Linked DNA regions of Sus scrofa: region 1 is linked to region 2. Evidence: chromatin contacts called from public Hi-C data. All regions are on one chromosome and are shown on one strand. Each heading gives the region's core, a stretch centred on a gene start, on an enhancer-like site or on the middle of the called end of the contact. The rest is flanking DNA. Distances are from core to core; before and after follow the strand shown.

The links. Hi-C and Micro-C count contacts between places; a contact is called where the count stands out from the background.
Region 1: a Hi-C map of subcutaneous adipose tissue shows a contact between it and region 2, with 1.6 times the contacts expected there. The contact joins the enhancer-like site here to the promoter of C17H8orf48 in region 2. A contact is called at or near these places in 12 of 47 Hi-C or Micro-C datasets (adipocytes, embryonic fibroblasts, fetal heart ventricle and 5 more) and 1 of 2 datasets of contacts at active chromatin or transcription factors (skeletal muscle).

The regions. Positions count from the first base shown.
Region 1 is chr17:1,667,163-1,672,149 of Sscrofa11.1, forward strand. No RefSeq gene overlaps it. Among named protein-coding and RNA genes, the nearest start is that of DLC1, 32 kb to the left of the region's middle. Within about 2 kb of position 2,164, at least 11 of the 83 cell types and tissues checked have an H3K27ac peak or open chromatin away from gene starts, as enhancers often do. A contact at or near this core is called in retroperitoneal adipose tissue, skeletal muscle and subcutaneous adipose tissue, where this site is marked.
Region 2 is chr17:1,608,368-1,613,456 of Sscrofa11.1, forward strand. C17H8orf48 reads left to right here and starts at 1,815. Exons shown (of 1, transcript XM_005674591.3): 1 at 1,815-4,469. The coding sequence starts at 2,198. The coding sequence ends at 3,007. The region is part of intron 1 of DLC1 (rho GTPase-activating protein 7); the gene reads right to left.

The DNA of each region.
Region 1 (4,987 bases), core at 914-3,413, 59 kb after region 2:
GAGAAAGTAATACCCAACAATAAAAATGGAGATAAATGGACTTTTTCCAGCTTGTAAAGCCTTTATTGAAACATAAGTTACATAAGATAAAATACACATATTTGAAGTTTGTGGAATTTTAACACATATATGTGCTTTCAGCTACACTTTTGAGGGAACACAATCAGGACATAAAGAAATCTTTTGGATAATAAAAACTTTTTTTAAAATAAAAATGAAGTCTTAGAAAATAAATTGAGGTCAAACTTCTAGAATATAGGACAGACTAGATATAGTGACAGAAAACTTAAGAGGCATAGAGGATCACTGCAATCTCCAACTATTAAATATTTTAAAAAGTGAAGAATATTAGTGATATAAAATGATATTGCATAGTTTCATGAGGGAAAAATAGGATTTAGGAAATAGTAGAGCCAACCTGAAGTAACATTAAAGGGACTTCTTAGATGGTCAGATAGGCAGTAGGCCCACAAAACCAGAATGAGAAGCATTGATGGAATTATTTGTGACTAACCTCTCTGGGGGTAAAAATAGGTGGTCTAAAATACGATTGAAACTTTAGAAAAACTTGAGAATATGATGCAAGTGAGTAGAGATTTAAAAAAATTTTTTGTTGTTGATAAACTCCACTAATTGACCCATTTCAGAGATTAACCAGACAGAGCAGAACATAGCTATTATCAACTCTGCTGATATAAAACTTAAATGCATAGTTGACATATGTGAAAGGGAAAGGAGAATGGAAGGAAAGGTAGGAAAGAGAAGTTCCTCATTTCACAAAGTTCCTCATTTCCTATCATTAATGGATCAAGAAAAAGTGGTTTAAATCGATTTTTTAAAGTTGCAACAGTAACCAGGGAAGCATCTATAAGCAAAGAATTACTGTTGGAAAGAAGGAGCAGGAAAACTAAAGCTTAGGATAGGTGAATTCTCTCTTTTCCTGTTAGAAACTCAATAAATAATGTCAGTAATCAACAAAACAAAAACCTCAGTATAAATACATGATTCAGAAATGAAGAGATAATCACCAGATAATGAATTGAGAACAACAAATGATTTTTGTCTCTGAAAGCAGAAACAGAAAAATAGTGATTAGGACTGCAACTTGTTTTTAATTCTAGATTTTCTAGAAATATTTGAGTTTTTAAACCACATGTATGTTTTGTGTATTTCTTTTCTTTTTTTCTTTCTTTTTTTTTTTTTTTTTTTTTTGCTTTTTAGGGCCACACTCATGGCATATGGAGGTTCCCAGGCTAGGGGTCTAATAGGAGCTACAGCTGCTGGCCTACGCCAGAGCCACAGCAATGCCAGATCTGAGTCGCATCTGCGACCTACACCACAGTTCACGGCAATGCAGGATCCTTAACCCACTGAGCAAGGCCAGGGATGGAACGCGTAACCTCTTGGTTTCTATTCGGATTCCTTTCCGATGCACCACAACAGGAACGCTGTTTTGTGTATTTCTTAAAGAAACATTAAAAAAAGTCTGCTACTGAATTTCCCTTTGTGGCGCAGCGGAAACGAATCCGACTAGAAACCATGAGGTTACAGGTTCCATCCCTGGCCTTGCTCAGTGGGTTAAGGATCCTGCATTGCTGTGAACTGTGGTGTAGGTCGCAGATGCGGCTCAGATCTGGCATTGCTGTGGCTCTGGCGTAGGCCAGCAGCTGTAGCTCCTATTAGACCCCTAGCCTGGGAACCTCCATATGCCCTGAGTGTGGCCCTAAAAAACAAACAAACAAACAAAAAGTCTGTTATTGCTAATTAGTAATAGAATTTCTGAAACATTAGATATGTTCAAACATTTTTAATTATGATACTGTTTTTCTTAATATATCTACCTAATATATCCATCTATAACTACTCAGTAAAAATGTGAATGTGATAAAAAGTATATCTGTATTCCAAATAGAAATGGTGCCATTACCTTGGAAGAAAAAAAGCAATAGATTTAGAATTGAAAAAGAAAAACACTGGGATAATTTCCTGGAGTGTGCCTCAGTTGATAATTATTTATCTTATTTGTATGTTCTTTCTTATTGCTAGGCAATTGGGATATTTATACAACTACATCATAGCTTTTTATTATTATGTGCTGGAAACTTTGATAATAAAATGAGAGCTCATCTTGCTTGCTAAACTCAACTGAGAACAACTTTAGTAAAAAAAAAAAAAAATTGGAAGAATTAAGGAAGCAACCAGCCAAACACTAATAAAAATCAGATGCACTATAAACTGCACAAGATCTGAATATAATCTGTTCTTTGTTAACATCAAATAACTATTCAGTAGCTTGAGATTTCAATTCACTATATATCAGGGATATTCAAAAGTTGTTAGTGATGAATCACATAGCAAAGTAAATTAAGGCTACTAATCGATTATGTTTTATATATTGCCATTTCTTGATGTCAGGTTATCCATTCACTTCTGGATGATTTTTAATTGAAATAAACTTGTATTAAGGTTAAAAAATATGATCTTTATTATTCAAGATTATTTGTAGCAATATGTTCATATGGTTGGCACTTTTTACATTCCAGAGCATTAATATTGCACAAACTGAATTGGCATGCACTTATTTCTTGGCCAATAATAACTTCCATGGCATGTGACTATGAAGGCATGAACCTGAAAGCGATCCAAGAACTTTCACATCTCTGAGGGACCATGGAAAGGAACAAGCAGACTCTGACCAGAGCTATTTACTTTTTTAAAAAAGTAGATATTTATTAAATGTTTACTTGGATCCAGTTTCTGCACATTTAAAACATGCCCTGGAATCAGGATGATATACTTTGACATTGATTTTGGTTACTTTGCCCTGGGAAGGTGCTATAAAATCCAGAATCCTTGGGTTGATTTCTTCTATTTTGACGTCCTTGTTTTTCCCTCTGACCTGTCACACAATTTCCATTTTTGATCTACATAATTATGCAATTCTCAAATAATGTTCTTAATGGCCAACTGCAAGAGAGAGAGCACCCAGTATTTAGGCAAGGGTACTTTCTGATTAAGTTATCCTTTAATTGATCACCCCATGTTTACTCTAACCCACTTTATTACATTGGAGATAATTGTATATGACCTCCAAATTCTCAAATGTCACATAACGATCTGGTGATGGCTGGGACATGGAGACGGGGATGGCATACTCTAGGAGGCTGGCCTTGACCAATATTTATTAACTGCTTTCTGTGCCTCTTTCAGTTAAGATGTATCAAGTTCACAATTTTTGCATGTTGCAGGGAAGCGCAATTTGGAATAATATCCATTAGAGTCAATTGCTGTGGAATATGTTGCCTTCCCCACATAGTTACACACTAGGAACTTTCAAATCACAAAACATATAGGCGAAAACATATGGAGAACTGGGAAAGGAGAAGGAAGAGGAGGGGGAGAGAAAAGGATATATGTGGATGATGATGATCTCCCTTAACTTATCAAACATGGTAAAGCAGCCATCTGAGAGTGCATTTCATTTCTGAAATCCTTAGAAAATATCCTTAGACGTCAACCCTTTACTTGAAGATCAAGCTGTTCTTTCTCACACTATTTTTTTCCATGCATGATATGCATGATTGTAACTTAGAATATGCTGCAAGTATTTGGGTTAATGGAGAGGTGCTCCCAAAGCCCCTGGACTTAATTTTTAAAACATTTAAAACCTAATTTTTAAAAGGTTAAATTACTGCTCCTACAGGGCATCTTTTTCCAGGCACCCTCTTAGATGGTTGCTGGATTTCCATGGGTGTTGAGGAAGGGCATGGTCACTGGCTTTGCCAAGGCCCTTGGAGATCTGCAGTCAGGCACCCTTCCTGGTGGAAACCAAGCTGGTCACCAACTCCTGTACATCCCTAACACTTTATGTACTTGGGAGATCTTATTATGACTTATTATGCTATTCTTAAAATGTCTTTTTCTCTTGGTAATTAATGCAAACTTTTGAAATGTCCTTGAATAATTATTTTTTAAGACTTGTAAACATAGGGAATTCCTGGGAAACTACAGCGTTGTTTAATTTTGGCAAAGATGGACTAGAATGTGACCTTTTAACCAAGTAATGGATTTGAATTTCATTTCATTTTGAACTGGTATGAGGTACAGGAGGTAATTGCCATCTCATCATTTTAAAAGGTGTTACTAAAAATCTTACTTGGACACAGGAAGCTAGATTACACTTCTCTATTGAGCCAGTTGATTGAACTTTATCAGGCAAACTCACAAACTCCAGTTTGAAAAGTGAGTGAAAGAAAAACCCCAAATGAAACAGTCAACTAATCTGTTCCTTGGTTTCCAAAATATCTTGTATCTTCCATAATTTTTAAAAAACATGTTATTGATCTGATTATTTTTGGTAGACTAGAAAATAAATTTTAACAGAGCAGTAGAACTTTTTTCAACCACGGTAGTTCTTTTCTCTGTTTTTTAATTGTAAAAATTAAATCATACTATAAAAAGCTCAATTATCCATAATGACAGAAATCTAACAAGGCTATTCCAATTTTTCCTATTCTTTGCTTATCTTTGGCAGGAGCTTTTAGTGGGCACAGAAACATGCCTTAAGTCCTTTTTAGGCTGATATGACAAAAGGAATTCAAAAAGGGAAATCAAGAGAAAAAAAAGAGTGAAAAGATTGCTGTTTCCAGCAGGGCAATCTTCCCAAAAGTAATTCCTTTTGGCCCCAAATAAAAGGGACTAGATAAGCAATTCCTCCCACCATCCTGGGAAAAGTGCAGAGCGTGCTGATTTTGCAATCCACTCAGAAAGGACTGTGGGAATTATGATACTTGAAATGTGGTCAAGGTGAGACTGTGAAGGGTCATCCATTTATTCATTCATTCCTTCACTGATGCAAACTTTTACTGAGAACCTACTATGTGGTGTACTTTGTCCTATGTACTAGTAAGTTAGAGGTGAATAAAATACTGTTTCTGGCCATGCAAAGTTAATAGTTATTTGGAAGATGTTGAAATGTGCAAACAGA
Region 2 (5,089 bases), core at 565-3,064:
TGATAAAAAGAAGTGTGGATTTTTATGTAATGTCAACTTTAATCTTTATTCTGTGAAAAGAAAAAAAAAACAATATGCTTTCTACAAGAGTAATAGTTTCTATGTTTCAAATCAAGCTTTGACCTCTGTCTTCATGAATCTTTTTTGATGACAGTACTGGTGAGCTATTCTACTTAGATAATACACATATTAGAATGCTGAACAATTAACTGAATTCTGCTAGTTATCACAAAGAAATTGGTAATTTTAGCAAATTTACTTGCTTCTAGGGCAAAGTTATTTTTATGTAATCAAGATATTTACAATGGTATTTAAAAAAATTAAAAGACAGATTACTCCATACATTTAGCATATTAGAAGATATGGCTATACTTTAAGCTCTCCTGTTCAATGTTTTGGGTGAAAATGTGTGTTATAATGAATTGTGTGTAAATAAGAATGTGTAAATATTTCAGGGAATGAGAGAGAGTATTGAAACAAAAAATAAAAATGAAAATCTTGAACTCTTGAGCTAGAAATTATTTGGTGTTCACCACAAATTATCTATTACCTCTTTTAAAAGATGAATATTATATGATAAAATATGTTTTGGGTTACATAAGTGAAATGGGGATCTCTTTATCTTCAGTATGAAGCTGGCTCGTAATTGAGAGATGCTTTTTGAACATTTCAGACTTTTTACTCTGCCAAAATGAACATTTTTAGAATAACCTTAAATATATCTGGCTAGACTTGAATAACACCACAGAGAGAGAGAGCGCGCACGCGCGGGAGAAGGACCTGAGCAAGGGAACCCTTTCTCTCAAAATTATCTCAGGCATTTCCTAAGATCAAGATTCAGATATTTATTAAGATCTAGAAAAAGTCAATCTTCAGAGTTTACATTATATAATTTCCGAGAATAACTGTTAAAAATCTTCCTTATTTTTAAAAACTCTATTGTAAAAGCATGTATTATGAGTGGCAGTCAATTTGGAGGTTTCAGGAAGAAGACTGGAATTCCTTGAGCTGCCACAAGATCCAGGTGTGGGCTTGTGTGAAGTAATGCTTATTTCTGTTTCCATAGCCATTCAACACATTTGCTCAATCAGAATATACCCAACATCTTCTATGTATCAGATACCTGCTCACTGCTGGGCAACACTGACAGGATTTCTGCTTTCATGGGGTTTTTAACCTGGGCGGGGGTGGGGGTGATGTGGAAGGACTTGTCAAATGTGCATAAAACACAGAGTTGCAAACCCTGAAAGAAAGGCTGTAAAGTCAGGTATTGGGGGGCAGGGGTGGGTATGAAGCCCTTCCTGAAAAAAAAAAAAAAAAAAAAGGAACTTGTAAAAGGAGCAGTAATTAATGATATAAAGGGAGAGGAATGCCAGTGTGCCATTCAGAGAAGACACTGCCTGACCTAACATCTGAGAAACCGTGATTTGGAAAACTGCAAAGTCGTCCGAAACGCTGGAGCACAGAAAGCTGTGCAAGATGAGGCTAGAGAAACAGGAGCCGCCGTGACATTCAGGAGTATTATAGAATGGTTTCAGTACTTCAATTTTTACCCTAGCACATGGTCTATGATTAGGTGATCTCCTGGCTATCAGCCTGGCAGATATGTTTTTGCTTGTGTGTTTTCGCCAGCAGGATGTTTTTGCTGCTGCCGTTTCGGGGTTTTGGTGGGGGAGGGTGGTGGGTACTTTAGGCAGCGCATCCATTCCTGCATTAGTTAAAGACCGCCTTTCCCGGTTGGCTTCATACACGTGTACACTTTTCTGAGTTCCAGGGGAAGGGGCGTTTGCAACCTTTTCTCGAGGATTATTAGATTTTGTACTAAAATAACACGGAAGAAGAGACTCCAGCGGGTAAAAACAGAGGGCAGCCCGGAAAACCTGGCAGGAATTAGGCAGGTGGAGTCGGCTCTGGAAGGGCGGGAGAAGGGGAGGAGCGCGGCGCCTCAGCTACCCACTGCGCATGATCTTTCCGGGTTGCCGAGGCAGCAGGAAGGCGTCGCCCGGAAGAGGTTCCTGAAAGAACCGCTGGCTCCAAAACGCGTACCCTGGGGGCTCCAGCCTTTCTACTTCCTGAGGCAGCCTTGACTATGGCAAAGCAGACGAGCAGCAGAACCTGATACAACGTGATGGCCATCCGCCTAGAAGCCTGAGGATTCGGAGAGATAGGGGGATTGGCCCAAGCGGACTCCTGGACAATGGCAGACCTTTCTAAGGAGACCTTCGAGTCCTTTACGGATGAGGTACAGAGTTCTAGTTCATTCAGTTCCTTTGGAGGACCGCATCTCAGGTCCTACGGCTCTGGGAGCATATCTGAGGGTGGAACGCCGACTACACGCTCAGAATATGGAGACGACCAATCTGAGCTTTCAGACTTCGAAAATAACGAAAAGAAGTTGAGCAGAAAACTGATCAACAACCTCAAGAGCAAGGAAGAAAACTCTGGACAGTACCAGTCAGACACTAAACTTCAAACAAAAATCTCTGAGGCATCCTTTGAGGAACTGAATGCCCTGCAGTCTTTCTGCGCCATTAAGATAAATCTGATCCATCATAGAGGGAACTCTAAGGGGAAAACAAGCAGCAGACATAAAAAGCTGCAGCCTAGATCGAATCCAGAGGCTCCAGAGACAAATGTATTAAACTGCACTGTCCCTAATGAGCTTTTGAACAGACTCTATTTTGAAAACATGAGGGCAGCACTCAAACAGGTGGCAACATCTAAGCAACACATTTCTTCTCAGTGTCCCAGTTGTAACAAGAAAAGAGCAGAACTGGCCCAATCTGCCTTCCTGAAGCAAAAGAAGACTTTACTGGAGTCTGTTCTACTCCGAGAGAAAATAGATGAACATCTTCATACAAAAGACTTTCTTACCCTTATCAGAGAAGCACATCAGAGCCTTCCCAGGCTTTCAGATGACCCCAGAATAATCTGGAAAAGACTGAATGAGAAAAGTCGTATTGGATACTCTGCTTTTGAAAGGTCAGATACAAAGCAGAAGATGTAGCAGAATGGAAACAGTGCCTGTCATTCACCTTTTTCTCTACCAGTTCTCAAACTATTCTAATTAAACAGGGGATGGTATTTATTAATGATAATATGTAATGTAGATAAATGTTTCTGCTGTGTATTTAAATAATTATTATTCCTACAGGCACTTTGGAAATTTAAGAGTTTACTATCTTCCTTCACAAATTTGAGGGCTGCAAACTTTCCACCCAGTAGTTTTTCAGATTATAGAGGGCAACGTTTCAGTTGGAATAGTTACAAAGTTTTTACCACAATCCAGGAGAGAGATGCTGGCAACTTGGACTAGGGTTTTGATAGTACAGATAGAAATAAATACAGGGTTGTAATAAATAGTTAGGAGGTAATAACTGACATTCCTTGGTAAAGAAATGGATATGGGGGTTTATTAAAAGGTAAATGTTAAGAATGTTACTAAGTTTCTGACTGTGCATTTGGATGAATGATATTGTCTTTAAGAGAGGAACACCGAAAAGAAAGATGTTTGATGAAGAGGGTGATTATTTGACATGGTTAGTTTGAGGTATATTTGAGACATTCATATTGAGAGCTTGAGAAACATTTAGTTATTTGTGCTTGCAGTCTGGAGAAAAGGTCTAGCCTAGAGATTAAAGTAAAGGGTTGTGGCAGTGGGGGTGGGAGTGGTGGTCCACTGGCATATAGTAGTTGGAAATTAAAGTCATAGATATGGTGAGCTCTTCTGGAAGAAAGGAGAATGAGAAGATAAGAAGCTCTATGACCAATTCCTGAAAATCCACTAATAATGGCTGGGTAGAGGAGAATAGGCCAGCAAAAGAGGTTGAGAAGATGTCATCAGAGAAGATTAAAGGAAACCAGGAATGTGTAGTATCACAGAGACCAAAGAAAGAGAACCTTTCAAGAATGGTGGGTTGTCCAAGCATGCCAGTGCAATAGGGAGTTTGCATAAGGTGATGCAGCCATGTGTTGGCCTTTTGGCCTTAACCACAGCCACTTCACTCATACCGATTGGGCAGACTGACAAAGTAGATCAAGGAATAAATGCAGGCTAATGCAATTAGGAAAAATAGGTATAGACTGCTTCTTAAAGTGTAGCTGTGGAGGGAGAGAGAGGGGAGGTAATTTTTCTGCATGTCTAACACCTAAACTGTCATAGTCAAACATCTGTAAAAATCAGCAAAAAATAGCTTTTGTTTCATATTCCAATATTACTCATTGACTTTGGACTTTCACTGAAGTATAGACACTCTTTTTCTCCTATAAAATTTAGTATATTTTCTCTAAATCATTCCTAAATAAAATGGGAACAAATCATTACCATTTTTGTAGTAATGTTTTATTTGAAATCCACGTTGTGTCATGCATTCTTTGCCATCTTAATATATTCATATTTCATGTAATCAAAATTCCGAATAATTTCCCATTTAGAATTTCCCCATTAAAGGTCATAATTTACTCCTTTAGTCTTTTGTTCCTCCTTTTAAAAAAAAACCTAATTTTGGAGTTCCCGTCGTAGCACAGTGGTTAACGAATCCGACTAGGAACCATGAGGTTGCGGGTTCGGTCCCTGCCTGTGCTCAGTGGGTTAAGGATCCGGTGTAGGTTGCAGACGCAGAGTGGATCCCGTGTTGATGTGTACAGCTCCGATTAGACCCCTAGCCTGGGAACCTCCATATGCCGCGGGAGCGGCCCAAGAAATAGCAAAAAAAGACACAAAAAAATCTAATTTATATATCATACCTAATTTTTAATTTTCCTCCCCGTCTATATTTGACCCTCTCATCATTCTCTGAGCTCTTGAATTCTTTGCACCACACTTGTTTCATTCTTCATCTTTAGTTTTAAATTTTCATTATAAAATGGGTAACACATTTACATGGTTCACAAAACAAAAGGATATTAAAAGGTTTTGTATGCAAAGCAGCCTTTCTACTCTGTTACCATTCTACCCCAGTCTGCCAGACCCCTGCCCTGCCACGGTTAACTCTTCACTTGCTGAATCATGGGGCAATCAGGTATCCTGGGATTAAAGCAGAGGTATAGAGAATTCAGAGAATGGGGGAGTGGCCACTTAACCAACTGG